Linked DNA regions of Sus scrofa: all the other regions are linked to region 2. Evidence: chromatin contacts called from public Hi-C data. All regions are on one chromosome and are shown on one strand. The core of a region is the stretch at or near the end of the contact, and the rest is flanking DNA. Distances in the headings are between cores, read along the strand shown. Region 1 overlaps UCK2 (uridine-cytidine kinase 2). Region 2 holds the start of ALDH9A1 (4-trimethylaminobutyraldehyde dehydrogenase). Region 3 has its middle 94 kb from the start of UCK2.

What was found. Hi-C and Micro-C count contacts between places; a contact is called where the count stands out from the background.
Region 1: a contact with region 2 is called in a Hi-C map of retroperitoneal adipose tissue, with 1.9 times the contacts expected there. The contact joins the enhancer-like site here to the promoter of ALDH9A1 in region 2. A contact is called at or near these places in 5 of 5 promoter capture datasets (fetal liver, fetal skeletal muscle, liver and 1 more), 29 of 47 Hi-C or Micro-C datasets (adipose tissue, alveolar macrophages, blood and 16 more) and 2 of 2 datasets of contacts at active chromatin or transcription factors (alveolar macrophages and skeletal muscle).
Region 3: a contact with region 2 is called in a Hi-C map of embryonic fibroblasts, with 3 times the contacts expected there. The contact joins the enhancer-like site here to the promoter of ALDH9A1 in region 2. A contact is called at or near these places in 3 of 5 promoter capture datasets (fetal liver, fetal skeletal muscle and liver), 28 of 47 Hi-C or Micro-C datasets (adipose tissue, alveolar macrophages, blood and 15 more) and 2 of 2 datasets of contacts at active chromatin or transcription factors (alveolar macrophages and skeletal muscle).

The regions. Positions count from the first base shown.
Region 1 is chr4:84,845,848-84,849,930 of Sscrofa11.1, forward strand. It overlaps UCK2 (uridine-cytidine kinase 2), which reads right to left. Exons shown (of 7, transcript XM_021089486.1): 5 at 624-721. Among named protein-coding and RNA genes, the nearest start is that of UCK2, 71 kb to the right of the region's middle. Within about 2 kb of position 2,579, at least 26 of the 83 cell types and tissues checked have an H3K27ac peak or open chromatin away from gene starts, as enhancers often do. A contact at or near this core is called in adipose tissue, mesenteric adipose tissue, omental adipose tissue and 3 more, where this site is marked.
Region 2 is chr4:85,027,707-85,031,789 of Sscrofa11.1, forward strand. ALDH9A1 (4-trimethylaminobutyraldehyde dehydrogenase) reads left to right here and starts at 2,208. Exons shown (of 11, transcript XM_021089487.1): 1 at 2,208-2,364. The coding sequence starts at 2,301.
Region 3 is chr4:84,823,279-84,827,233 of Sscrofa11.1, forward strand. No RefSeq gene overlaps it. Among named protein-coding and RNA genes, the nearest start is that of UCK2, 94 kb to the right of the region's middle. Within about 2 kb of position 1,428, at least 5 of the 83 cell types and tissues checked have an H3K27ac peak or open chromatin away from gene starts, as enhancers often do. A contact at or near this core is called in embryonic fibroblasts, where this site is marked.

The DNA.
Region 1 (4,083 bases), core at 1,329-3,828, 180 kb before region 2:
GAAGCTGGGGTGCCTCCTAGGCTAAGGGCTGCTTGGCTCAATCCCGCCCCTCCTTCTCTGAGAGCCACCTCGCTAGAGAGCTCCCCGGTTGCCTCGGGGAGGGCCCAGGCTGGGGCAGAGGAATGGAAGCCTGTGTTCCAACACGGCACACCTCCCATATGGGGACCTCCACGGGGGCCAATGGCAAGCTCGAAACAGGGTGCAGAGATGGTGGCAGAAGGGATTCAGAAGGAACACCCTGTAGCTGCAGACTCCCTGCACCGCCACCCTAACTGCAGACCTTCTGAAGATCCAAATGGCCGAGTCTGTTCTTAAATAAGACACACCCTCCATAAAGGGTCTCACGCCGTGAGCCCACCAAGCAAGACGTGTACAGCTTGTTGGAATCAGACAGCAGGATCCTGAAGGGCTACCCCGAGAAAAAGAGTGGTAGGTCAGTGCTCCTGGAGAACACACTGGCAGGACACCCAAGGCTGCCCTTTCTTGGGATGTGAGGACAGAGGAGCAGTCAGAGCGAGGAGGGAGGGAGATTCCAGCTGGGCAGCTCCACTTATATACCTTTATTTGTATGCTTAAAATTGTAAAGTCTAAATTCAATGAAAAAAAACAGGAACACAACTCACGGGCAAGCAGAATTCCTCAAAGGCAGGCTTGACGAACGTAATGTACTGAGATAAAATCTGCTCAAGGTCCCTCCCTCTTTCGCTGATGTCCCTTAATACTAGAAGAGAAGGAAAAACAAGAATCAAGAAAACAGTGCCTGAGTCAACACATGTCCGCCCTTCACGAGGCTCCACACTGACGCTCCATGATTCACAAGCTGGACTCCTGAGAGACTTGACCAAGAGCCGGTCGGCAGCAGCTTTGGGAAAAACAAGTGGCCTTTCCCCGTCTTGCTACAGTGAGATTCAGCTATGACAAAATGTTCTCCAAAGCAAAAGGTTGTCCAGGCAAGGCCAAGAGTCTTCTGGTTTCAAGCAACATTTGACCCAAATAAAACTTCATTGTGAACAACACCAGCAAAAATAAGTAAATAAAATAAAATAAAACAAAATGAAAGGCAGGACAGTCCTGGAAAGCTCAGAACAGAAAGGAGACTGGGCCCAGAAAGACGGTGGGGCTTCCTGGCAAAGAAGGCATGTTGTCAGGAGACTCCTTTACCAGGAGATTTCTGCTTTGCCCACCTTGACCCTGTCTCCTTGTACTTAGCTGTGTTCAAGCCAGAGACTTTCTGCTGATGTGCCACCTTTTCCTGCCAGGCTCCCACCCACATTCAAGCCCCTATGGGGGCTGGAAGGTAGACAGAGGGATCCGGCTGTGGTCCATCATTCCTGTCCACCTCAAGCACAGAGGTTTGCAAAGAGAACACCACTCAGGGAAAGATGAGAAAACCATGGTATAAGACAGACACTGGGCCAGAGCTGTGAAGGAGCCCAGATGGACCCAAACTCACCCTCCTCTACAGTCTTCCTCCTGGGGGGTGTTCTTCAGGGACTTACATCAAACACTGCTTGGGGGAGGGGGGGACCCACATCTGCGGCATAAAGAAGTTCCTGGGGCCAGAGATCAAATCCAAGCTGCAGCCACGACCTATACCATAGCTCACAGCAGTGCTGGGTCCTGGACCCACCGAGCGAGGCCAGGGATCAAACCCACATTCTCAGGGATACTAGCTGGATTCGTTTCCACTGCACCACAATAGGAACTCCAACACCAGATCCTTAACTCACTGTGCTGGGCCAGGAATCAAAACTGCGGCCGCTACAAAGACAATGCCAGATCCTTAACCCACAGCACCACAGTGGGAACTCCCATCAAGCACTGCTTTTAATAGGACCTTTTGTCAAAAATGGAAAAGGATCTGGAGTCCTGATTTGGCCACTGTTTACTAACTTTCCTGGGACTGAGTTTCCCCCAAACTCAGCAGTGAGTTTGACTTCTCCAATCAAAACAGCTCCTCCCTACAAATGTTTTTCACTCTTGGCTGTTAAATCTTTCCCTCCCACTCCCAGAGGGTATCAAATCCATCTACAATCACTTATGATGGCCCCTCTGCTCCTGTGTATCATTTCTCAGGTAAAAGTTTCCGTGTGGGATGCAATTTGCTGTAAACAAACATAGGGAATACTTATGAGTGATTTCTGGAAAGCCACGTCTAAATAGCCCTGTGTTTGCATACAGGCACGCACAGAGGAACGCATGCACGTGGGCAGGGGCAGGAAAGAGGAAGAGTCTGCGGTTAGGATCCAAGCCAGCGTGAAGCCTGTAAGAGCAGATGGTTGGAAAACTGTCAGGAAGACCCCGCTGCCGAGAGAGAGCTGGCTAATACAATGCCGCCGCCGCCAGACTTCTCAACCAGCTCCTCAATTCATAGGGAGTTTTTCCCCCGTGAGCCCTGGCAATAAAGTGGTTGGTCCCTAATTCGTCAGGATTTGCCTCAAACCCTGCCGGCTGTGCACACAGGCCAGCCAGGAAATGGTCTTCTCGGGCATTTGGACACGGGGCCCTGCTGCTGCGGCCGCCGCTGTCTGCCAGGGATGCTCGGCCAAGGAGGAGCCCTGAGAGCTGCCACGTGGCTCAACCCAACAAGCCTCGGAGCGTGGGCACGCGGGCCAACAAGCTCAGCTCGCCAAAACACACAGTCCATGTAGCCTCCAGCTCTTCACACATTTCCAGATAAAGTCCAAAGAAAAAAGGAAGCCAGACCAAAAGGGTATCAGAGCTGGGGAAAAAGCAAACAAGCGCCTGTGCGCGCAGGCAGCTTTGACTCAAAAGCCCTGCAAAAAAAGCCTGGTGCCAGGTTCGTTTCACATATCTCACACACCTGCTGGCAGCTTCAGGATCATGGGACCCTCCGCCCTTCCCCCAGGGGACACACACACACACACACACACACACACACACACACACACATCTTTTGCACAGCTCTGCCACTACCCTCAGCCCAGGCCTGCAGCTCTCCTGTGCCTTGCAGATCCAAGTCACCTGTCACATGTCACATCACAGAAGCGGGGAACAGGCCAGGGAGAAAGCAGGTAGAGCAGGTAAGTCACACCTGCGTCTGCTCTGAAACCCAAAGCCCCTTCTGGCCCCACCATCTAGAGTGACCGGGGTAAAAAGGACCCGATTTGAATCCTGACCCCATTACCTACTACCTCTGTGGCCTAAGACAATTTACTTAACCTCTTTCAATCTCATTTTCCTTAACTGTAAAGCAGAGACCATAAGAGCAAGTTTCTCACAAAGCTGCCACTCAGGAAGACAGAGATTTACACAAAACTCTTCAGCACTGTGGCTGGCACAGGGTGTGTTCAATAAAGCCGATTTTTTAGAACAGACCATTAGAAAGGAGGACAGGAACTGTGAACTCAGGTGAGCAGGCTGGACCTAGGTAGTGGGGGGAGGGGAAGAGTCTGACAGGGCAGCTGGGAAGGTAGGGGTGGGGCAGGGTGGGGAGGGACAAACAGGGACGACAGGGAGGAGGCATCCTGCAGCTTCTACCCTGGAAAAGGAGCCGGAAAGTGAGTCAGAATGTTGCCCAGAAATTAGGAACACGCAAAACCAGAAGACATTGCCCGCCTCGGCTCCCAAGAGCCTTCCAGCAAGATATCACCTTAAACAGATCAGGACCCCTCCCTGAGCCAAGGACAACTCGGGGCCAGCCAGTTCACTGCACTGAAATATCCTCCTGCTCAGAGTCAGGAAACAGGGCCAGCCAACGGCTGAGTCAGAACAAGGTCTTGGCACAAACCGGAAACTCCAGGGACGCAAAATCGGCTCCCTCATCATCACCCTGACCCCTGGCTGGGCCAGGACAGGCGCTCTCAGAGGGCCTTGTGGGGGTAAAGGTCAGGGGCCTTCAGGTCTACCCTTCCCTGCCCGGCTGCCACTCAGCCCTTCCAACAAAACAGCTAGTGCTGCTTCTGGCAGCCAAAGCCAAGAACCAAATGTAGGAGGACCCAGAATAAATGCAATTCCTCAGCGGTTGGCAATTCACTTTAAAAGTTACTTGAGGAGGGAGTTCCCTTCGTGGTTCAGTGGTTAACGAACTGGACTAGGAACCATGAGGATGCAGGTTCGATC
Region 2 (4,083 bases), core at 958-3,457:
GCAACTCAGGATCCAAGCCATATCTGCCACCTATACCAGTTCACCGCAACGTCGGATCCTAAATCCACTGAGCAAGGCCAGGGATCGAACCCGCATGCTCATGGATGTTAGCCGGATTCATTACTGCTAAGCCACAGTGGGAACTCCCTCGATCTGTGTTAATCCCATTTTCTCTCACAGATTTATGAGCAGTAAGTGAGAAAATAAATGTGAAAGGTTTTGCAACCTATAAAGTCTCTTTACATGTTGGGTTTTGCCAATAATATATATTAATGACACTAATAATAAAAGCAGTGATAGGCAAATGGAAGAGCTGAATATTTTGGCAGAGGTTTGCCCTTTTTATAATTTATGAATTATATCAACAGACATGACCGCATATCTAAAATGAACATCAGGCAGGAATCATGATCTGACATGTCAAAATGTGTTTGTTGGGGCAGAACATTATAAATAGGAATTGCTCCCTCCTCCCCCTGGATAAAAACCTTGAGATGTATGGTCTCTGTACACACAAGTGACCATCCTTGCTCCAGTGATCCTGGAAATCTACTTTGCTCCTCACCAACTCATGATATGTTTCAAGTCTGCTTCTAACCTCTAACAATAACAAAGGTAGTAGCTGAGTTTGGTCCCAGGTTGTTTTAAATTTGAATAATGCTCTTTCCATTTGAGGACTGTAGAAAGTAACATAATGTCTTTTCTATCAAAGGAAATCTTGGTTACTCCATTTTGCTGGGGGTTTTGGCTGAAACGCCTTCCTGGGACACCCCCCTCCTCTTTCCCTCCTCTCCCAGGAACAATTGTTTCAGGTTAGCCAATGGAGAAGAATGTGCACCCTGACCTGACCAATGGGAAGGGGACAGATACATCACCTGTGATAGGGATAAATAGGGAGGGTCTTTTCCTCTTTGCCCCTGCTTTTTGAGTACCCGCACCCTTCTGCAGAAGTAGAGAACCTTGTCTAGATCTCCCCGTGTTCACGTGTCTCATTTTCTGACACTGAAGATCTGAGCCATCTCCCCAACAGGACAAAGGCCTACAAATCTCATAGCATTGAGAGGGTTAACAAATTGGCATAGGGTTCTGGAAAAGCTGACCAGTGTCATTTATTTCTATTTTAAACCTGAAAATCACCCTCCCTAATATCATGTTGGAAATAAAAGGAAAAGAAAAGAACATTGAGAAAGACTGCAGCCCCTAGGAGAGAAACATGCCTGCAGGAAATCATGGAATGTAAAAATGGCCAATTAATTTCTGTTCATGAAGTCTTTGCAGCATATGCATGGGAGTGCAGTCTGAAGAAAGAACAGGATTGCTTTTGTGTAAGCTCCCTTAGCTGACACGATCTTGCGAGTCCCTCCAAGTGGCTGTACAGAGTGTCTTTTTTCCTCATACCTTCTCATGAGGCCTTTGGTTTTTATAAACTATTATGTTTTTGTTTGTGCTATTTGTCATCGATAGCATTCACACAGCTCTTTTAGAATTTAAAAAGCAGTTTCACACGACAATATTGTATGTTTCTTTGACAGTCCTTCCCTTGGTCTTTACCATAACTTTTTAAAAAAAAAGACTTAGGAGTTCCCATACAGGCTCAGCCTAAATGAATCTGACTAGGAACCTTAAGGTTGTGGGTTCATCCCTGGCCTCGCTCAGTGGGTTAAGGATCCGGTGTTGCCGTGAGCTGTGGTGTGGTTTGCAGGTGCGGCTGGGATCAGATGTTGCTGTGGCTCTGGCGTAGGCCAGCAGCAACAGCTCCGTTTAGACCCCTAGCCTGGGAACTTCCATATGCCGTGGGTGCTGCCCTCAAAAAGGCAAAAGACAAAACAACAAAAAAAGAGACAATATTAAGTAATTTTAATACATTCATAAGGAGCCTTAGAGCGATGCTTAGCAAATAATAAGTGCTCAGATCATTTACTGAACATCATGTACATTCCAGGCAGGGAACCTGAATGAATGCTTCGTTTGCATTTTCACAATAACTTTTAAAAAGTCCTATTATGTATATAAAGAAATGGCGGCTTAAGAGTGAAGTAACCAAAGTAAAATTCCTAGCACGCCAATTCTTCATTTTCTTTAGTCGAAAGGATCAGGAGTAGGATCTTAAGGATGAGTACATGCAGTGATGTACCAGAAAACTCTGGTTCCAAATACTGATCTGGAAGAAGAAAGTGAAAGTGAGCGAGGGAGAGAAAGCGCGCGTGCGTCTGTGCATGTGTCAGTGAGCGTAAGGCTCTGGTTGTCACGCATCCTTTCGGCTGTGCGAGGACCGGACCTGCACCACGGAGGAGCCCCAAATGAAGGTCCCCAAAAGCCTCCCAAACTCCGCCCTGGAAGGTCGGGCTCTTGCCAGGAGACCGGGTAACTCTAGTCCTAGCCCTGCCACGCCCCTCAGCCCCCTCCGCGAGCTCTGCCCTCGAGCGGCCTGCCCCTCCCACGGCCCCGCCCCTAGCCCCTTCCGTCTCTCGGTCCCGCCCCCAAAGCCCTGCCCCTCCCCTCGGCCCCTTAACTGGTGCCCACGCCTCCCTCGCGTGTTTCTCCGAGCTGGCCTAGCCGTTCTCTCTCCGCTTCTCCGCACTCTCCGGCCTGCTCCGGTCGCTGCGATGAGCACTGGCACCTTCATCGTGTCACAGCCACTTAATTACCGCGGCGGGGCCCGCGTGGATCCGGTGGACGCCTCCGGCACCGAGAAGGCGTTCGAGCCGGCAACCGGTAACTGGACGGAGATCAGGCTGCCAGGGCCTGGGTGGCCAGGCTGCAGACGCCATGCGGGCTGGGTTAGGGGCAGGGTCGGGCGGGGGTTGACGCTCCCCCGCCTGAGGGGTGCGCCTGTTCTAGGCCCTGAACCTTCATTCGGTGCGTTCAGCAAACGTTTATTGACCACAGACACTTGACGGTGTAGAGTATAAAGTTGTATGTGTGTGCCTGCAGCTAACGCTGCTGTGCAAACACGAGTGCATCTGCACCCGGACAGGAAGGGAGTCTAGGAAACTGGAAAAGCTGGTGAGTTGCGCGGCGGGGTCATGGGTAATTTTACAACGGCCTGAACAGAGAGCCCACAAAGGTGCGTGAGGTGGTGTCTTTGTTAATTATTACCCTTTAAAGCTGGGACTGCAGTTCTGTCTTCCGCGGTGCCCTTAGTAGAGGAGTTCTAGAAGGACGGGGGTGAAAAGAAACACGTGCCAAAATGGAGGTGCTCGCACAAATGATTCTAATGAGCAAGACTGAGGACTTTGTTGCCATCTCCTAGTGTTAAAACGTTTCTGAACATAAATCGGAACTGAGAAGAGGGGACGAAATCTTGCTTCTATCCAGTGATTAATGTGTGCCAAGCACTGTGCCAGGCCTCAGATCACAAAGCAAATGAGAGGTTTTGTTTTGTGTTTGTTTTGCTGGGTTTTATGGAATATTTATGGGGAGAGAAATGTAAATGTTTGCGCAAACCGGAATGGCATGTAGCCAGAGAGATTTAAAACTGGATTTCAAAGGCCTGGGGAATTTAGGTTTGACCAATTACACTGAAGCGCAGAGCGCTGACTTGCCAGCAGGAAGGGGTCGCAGACATCATCAGGGTCTCCTTTAGGTAGGAGGAAACAGCCTCTTGACCCCCACCTCCATGTTGATGCAAAAGAAAGAACAATTGCTCTTTATATTAATCCCCTACAGTTGTGTGAGATCTTTAGCCACTGCCGTTACCAATTGGCTATTCAAATTTGTAACAAATTGCAGGTTTGTCAGATCTCTGGGAAAAAGCAGAGTTCTAGGTTTTCTTGTGGGAGGGGAAAAGAAACTGCTGACTTGACGTCTTAGGGAATTCGTTTTGGTAGAGTCAGTCACAACCCTTGGGATTTGGGTCTAGAAAAACTGATCATTTCATATTTTGCCCCGAATCGGGATAGGGAATACAATTGAAATAAGAAGAGACCTTTTTTCCCCTGTATTTGAGAGAGTTTTCTTCTATTAGGAATATCTTTTCTTGATATTCTGTTTATTAACCATATTTGTCAAGTGTCAGTAGTATTATATCACTTGTATAGAACATAAACCAGTGATTTAAAATCAGAGTTTGGAGTTCCCATC
Region 3 (3,955 bases), core at 178-2,677, 210 kb before region 2:
TCTCCAGGCTGTCCTCCCTTCCCCTCTTCCCACCAACCTGGAGTCTCCCATCTGCCAGAGGAGTTGGTCCCCTTCCCTCAACAGCGAGTGGGGATGGGAAAACCCCCACTGGCCATAGGTTCCTTTATCACCTTGGTCCTGAAAAGGGACAGCGTTTTTTTCCCTTGGGAGCTTGTTCCAGGGTTAGGACAGTGTCACACTCCACTCTTACAGCCCAACTCCACCGACACACTCCATCTCCGCCCTGCCTAAAGACCCCTGCCCAGAGAAGGAAAAGCACCCTTTTCCCAAGCCTGAGCATATCCTTCCCACACAGCTTAAGACAGGGACTCCTGCTACAGGAGGCCCCCCTTCTCAGATGCCAGGCTGCATCAGGCCCAGGAAACAGCAGAGCAGGTCCCTGACACTGCCGTACCCTCGGCTCTGAACCAGCCTGGTACATGTCAACCAGCAGTGGATCTTCTCTCCCAGAAGAGCTTACATTCTAATCCATTCAACGAATGTCCAAGTGGGAGCATTTCCATCCTGGTTCAGCAGTAACAAACCCAACTAGTATCCATGAGGATACGGGTTCAATCCCTGGCCCTGCTCAGTGGGTTAAGGTTCTGGTGTCGCCATGAGTTATGGTATAGGTTGCAGACGTGGCTGAGATCCAGCATTTCTCTGCCTGTGGCTGTGGCATAGGCTGGCAGTTACAGCTCCAACTGGACCTTTAGCCTGGGAACTTCCACATACCATGGGTACAGCCCTAAAAAGACACACACACACACACACACACACACACACACACAAAAGTCCAAATGGGCCTAAACTTCCCTGAAGGAATTTCAGAAAAATTTACATGAGCAATTCTTTTAATGCCTCCTAAGTCTGTAACACTTAGGAATTTTCAAAGCATTTAACCATTAACACCTCACTTAAATATGACACAGTTCTGGGAGGTGGTAAGGACCAATATTATGATCCCTAAATGAAACTGAGGCTTAGAGACAGTTAATCCGGGGTCTCACAACAAGTCAACTGCAAAACTAGGCCTAGGAGGAAAACTTGATGGGAATGATACAATGTATACACATGAAACACCTGTAAGAAGAGGTTGGGTGAGACTGGGAGGGGGTGACACGGACCAGGAGGGCTCCATCTCACAGACTGACCAGCAGAGGAGGTCAGAGTTTCCTCCTTATTGGGACTCCTAGGGTCTAGGAAGTTGAATCACTGTGCACATACCATTCTGCCTTAGAGAAACACTGTCTATATACGAGTGGCAGCTGGCCATTTATGAGGCCCCTGAGGGCAGGGGAACTTTGGCACCGTATTTGGCACAGTATAGGTGTTCAGTGTTTTTGAAGTAAAAGTCTTCCGGCTGTCCTGAAGGTTAAAGCAGGACATGACTGTGCTATGGCTCACTCACGCCATCTAGTGGCCAGTTCTAAGAGGAACCAGATCACTGATGGAGTTGAGTTTCCCAAGCCAATCAGGCAGCACAGCCACACCTAGCTACAGCCCATTCCTCGGTGAAGAACTCAGAGATTTCCATGACACTCTTTAAAAATATGTGTACATCTCATGTTAGCACTGTGCCTGGCTCCAAAACAAAAGTTAAATAAATGGCCAACTATTGGGCATCGATTTTGTGGACAAGTACTATGCAGGAGACTGTGAAGATACAAGAAAAGCATATTTCACAGTTTCTGAACTTGAAGAGCCCACAGGTTAATTTGAAGTAACAACACTCCATACCCTAGGCAACCCAGCACACTCACATACTTAGAAAAATGGAAGTGTTTGAACTACACATAACATTTGTCCCTATCAGCAAAGCAGAATTTTTCTGGAGAAAATAAGTTTGAAAAAAACCAATGGGATATTTTTTTTTTCACTGTTGCAACTCAGATAAGCAGAAAACCCTCTTGCTATAAAATACTAGTATTTTATACAAAAAAAATGTTTTGCTTAATATGTAGCTGAGTACATAAGAAAAAAAAATTTTTAATGTACAGGGGCCACAAATAGAAGTTGAAAACATAAGGATAAGACACTAGAAAATGAACAAGCAGATTTGTAATAATATGAAATCATTTCTCTAAAAGCTAAAAATTTGGCCAATGAAATTAAAACTCAGTGGATAAGTTTTAGACAGCAGGTTGAACATGGCTAAAGAGCCAATAAATGAATTGAAAATAGATTAGATAAATTTTGCAAAAGTATAAATTAAAAAAAGGAAAAATGGGAATTCTCACTGTGGCACAATGGGATTGGCAGCATCTCTGGAGCACTGAGGATGCAGGTTTGATCCTCAGCCCAGCACAGTGGTTTAGGGATCCAGCATCGCCACAGCTGTGGCATAGGTCACAACTGCAGCTCAGATGTGAGCCCTGACCCGGAAACTCCATATACTATGGGGCAGCCAAAAAAAGCGGAAAAATAGAATGAGAGTAAGAGGCTTAGTGGAAAGAATAAAGGGTCTTAATACATGTAACTACAGATCCATAGAGAGAAAAATGAGGCGGCACCCAGGAAAAGATAAGAACTATGAACTTTTTAGGAGTTCCCACTGTGGCTCAGCAGAAACAAATCCAACTAGTATCCATGAGGACACAGGTTCAATCCCTGGCCTCATTCAGTAGGTTTAGGATCTGGCGTTGCCTTGAACTGTTGGTGTAGGCTGGCAGCTGCAGCTCCAATTCAACTCCTGGCCTGGGAACCTCCATATGCCTTGGGTGCGGCCTAAAAAGACACAAAAAAAGAAAAAGAAAGAAAGAAAGAAAAAAGAAAAGAACTACAAACTTTCCAGACTATATGACACACGGAGGTCTTGCCAATCAGGAAGCACAAGTATGAAAAATAAAAATAGATCCTCATCTCAACACCTCATGGCAAACTGCAGAACATCAAAGACAATGAGAAGTTTTTTTTTTAAAAAAAAGGCAATAGAAAAATGTTCAAAATTTTAAAAGGATATATACAGCTAAATTCACTTCCCAGAGCGAAAGTACAATAGACATTTTCCAACAAAAAATATACCACCAACACCCTCCGTAAAATATCACTAAAAGGAGTGCTTTAGGGAAAAAATTAAATGTAGAATCAAGAAGAACAATGTAAAATGAAATAGTGAACAAAGGCATTAATAAAAGTCTGGGTAAATATAAAACAAGCACTTTCACCATAAACAATTTTTTAAAAACCACAGTGATAACGAACTTAGAGAATATAAAAACAAGGTGGATAAAATAGAAAAAATGTATATATAGTCTAAGCACTTTGCGGTACATCTGAAACATTTTAAGTCACCCACTTCAATAAAATAAATTTTTTTAATTTAAAAATTTTTTAAGAAGCAAAGTGGAAATAAAACTCTTAGCAATGCTAAAATATGCTGGACTGCGTGATCAGAGTTAAATCTTCCTGAAGTTTTTGTATTGTTCAGTAGGAGATTAGAGATATTTTCAAGTCAAGCATGCATGTTAATTTTAAAAGTTAATCACTAACATAAGAAAAATATAATGCGTAATTTTCAAACCTGTAGAGAGAATGAAATTCAATGCAGAAATCTTCAAGAACTCTTCATTAAATATGGTATATTGAACCATGGTTTTATCTCTGCTCCCTCCCAAAACTACTCTAAAAATAGTATGAACATTAATAAGTGTGTTTAGCAAGGTTGCAAGATAAGAGACCAGTATACAAAAACCAATTGTTGGAGTTCCCTGGTGGCCTAAAGGTTAAGAACCTGGTGTTATCACTGCTGTGGCACAGAACCAATCCCTCACCCGGGAATGTCCACATGCCACATGTCAATTGTGGAGTTCCTGTAGTGGCTCAGCTGAAATGAATCTGACTAGGAAATAATGAGGTTGCAGGTTTGATCCCTGGCCTTGCTCAGTGGGTTAAGGATCTGGCGTTGCCGTGAGCTGTGGTATAGGTTGCAGATTCGGCTTGGATCCCGTGTTGC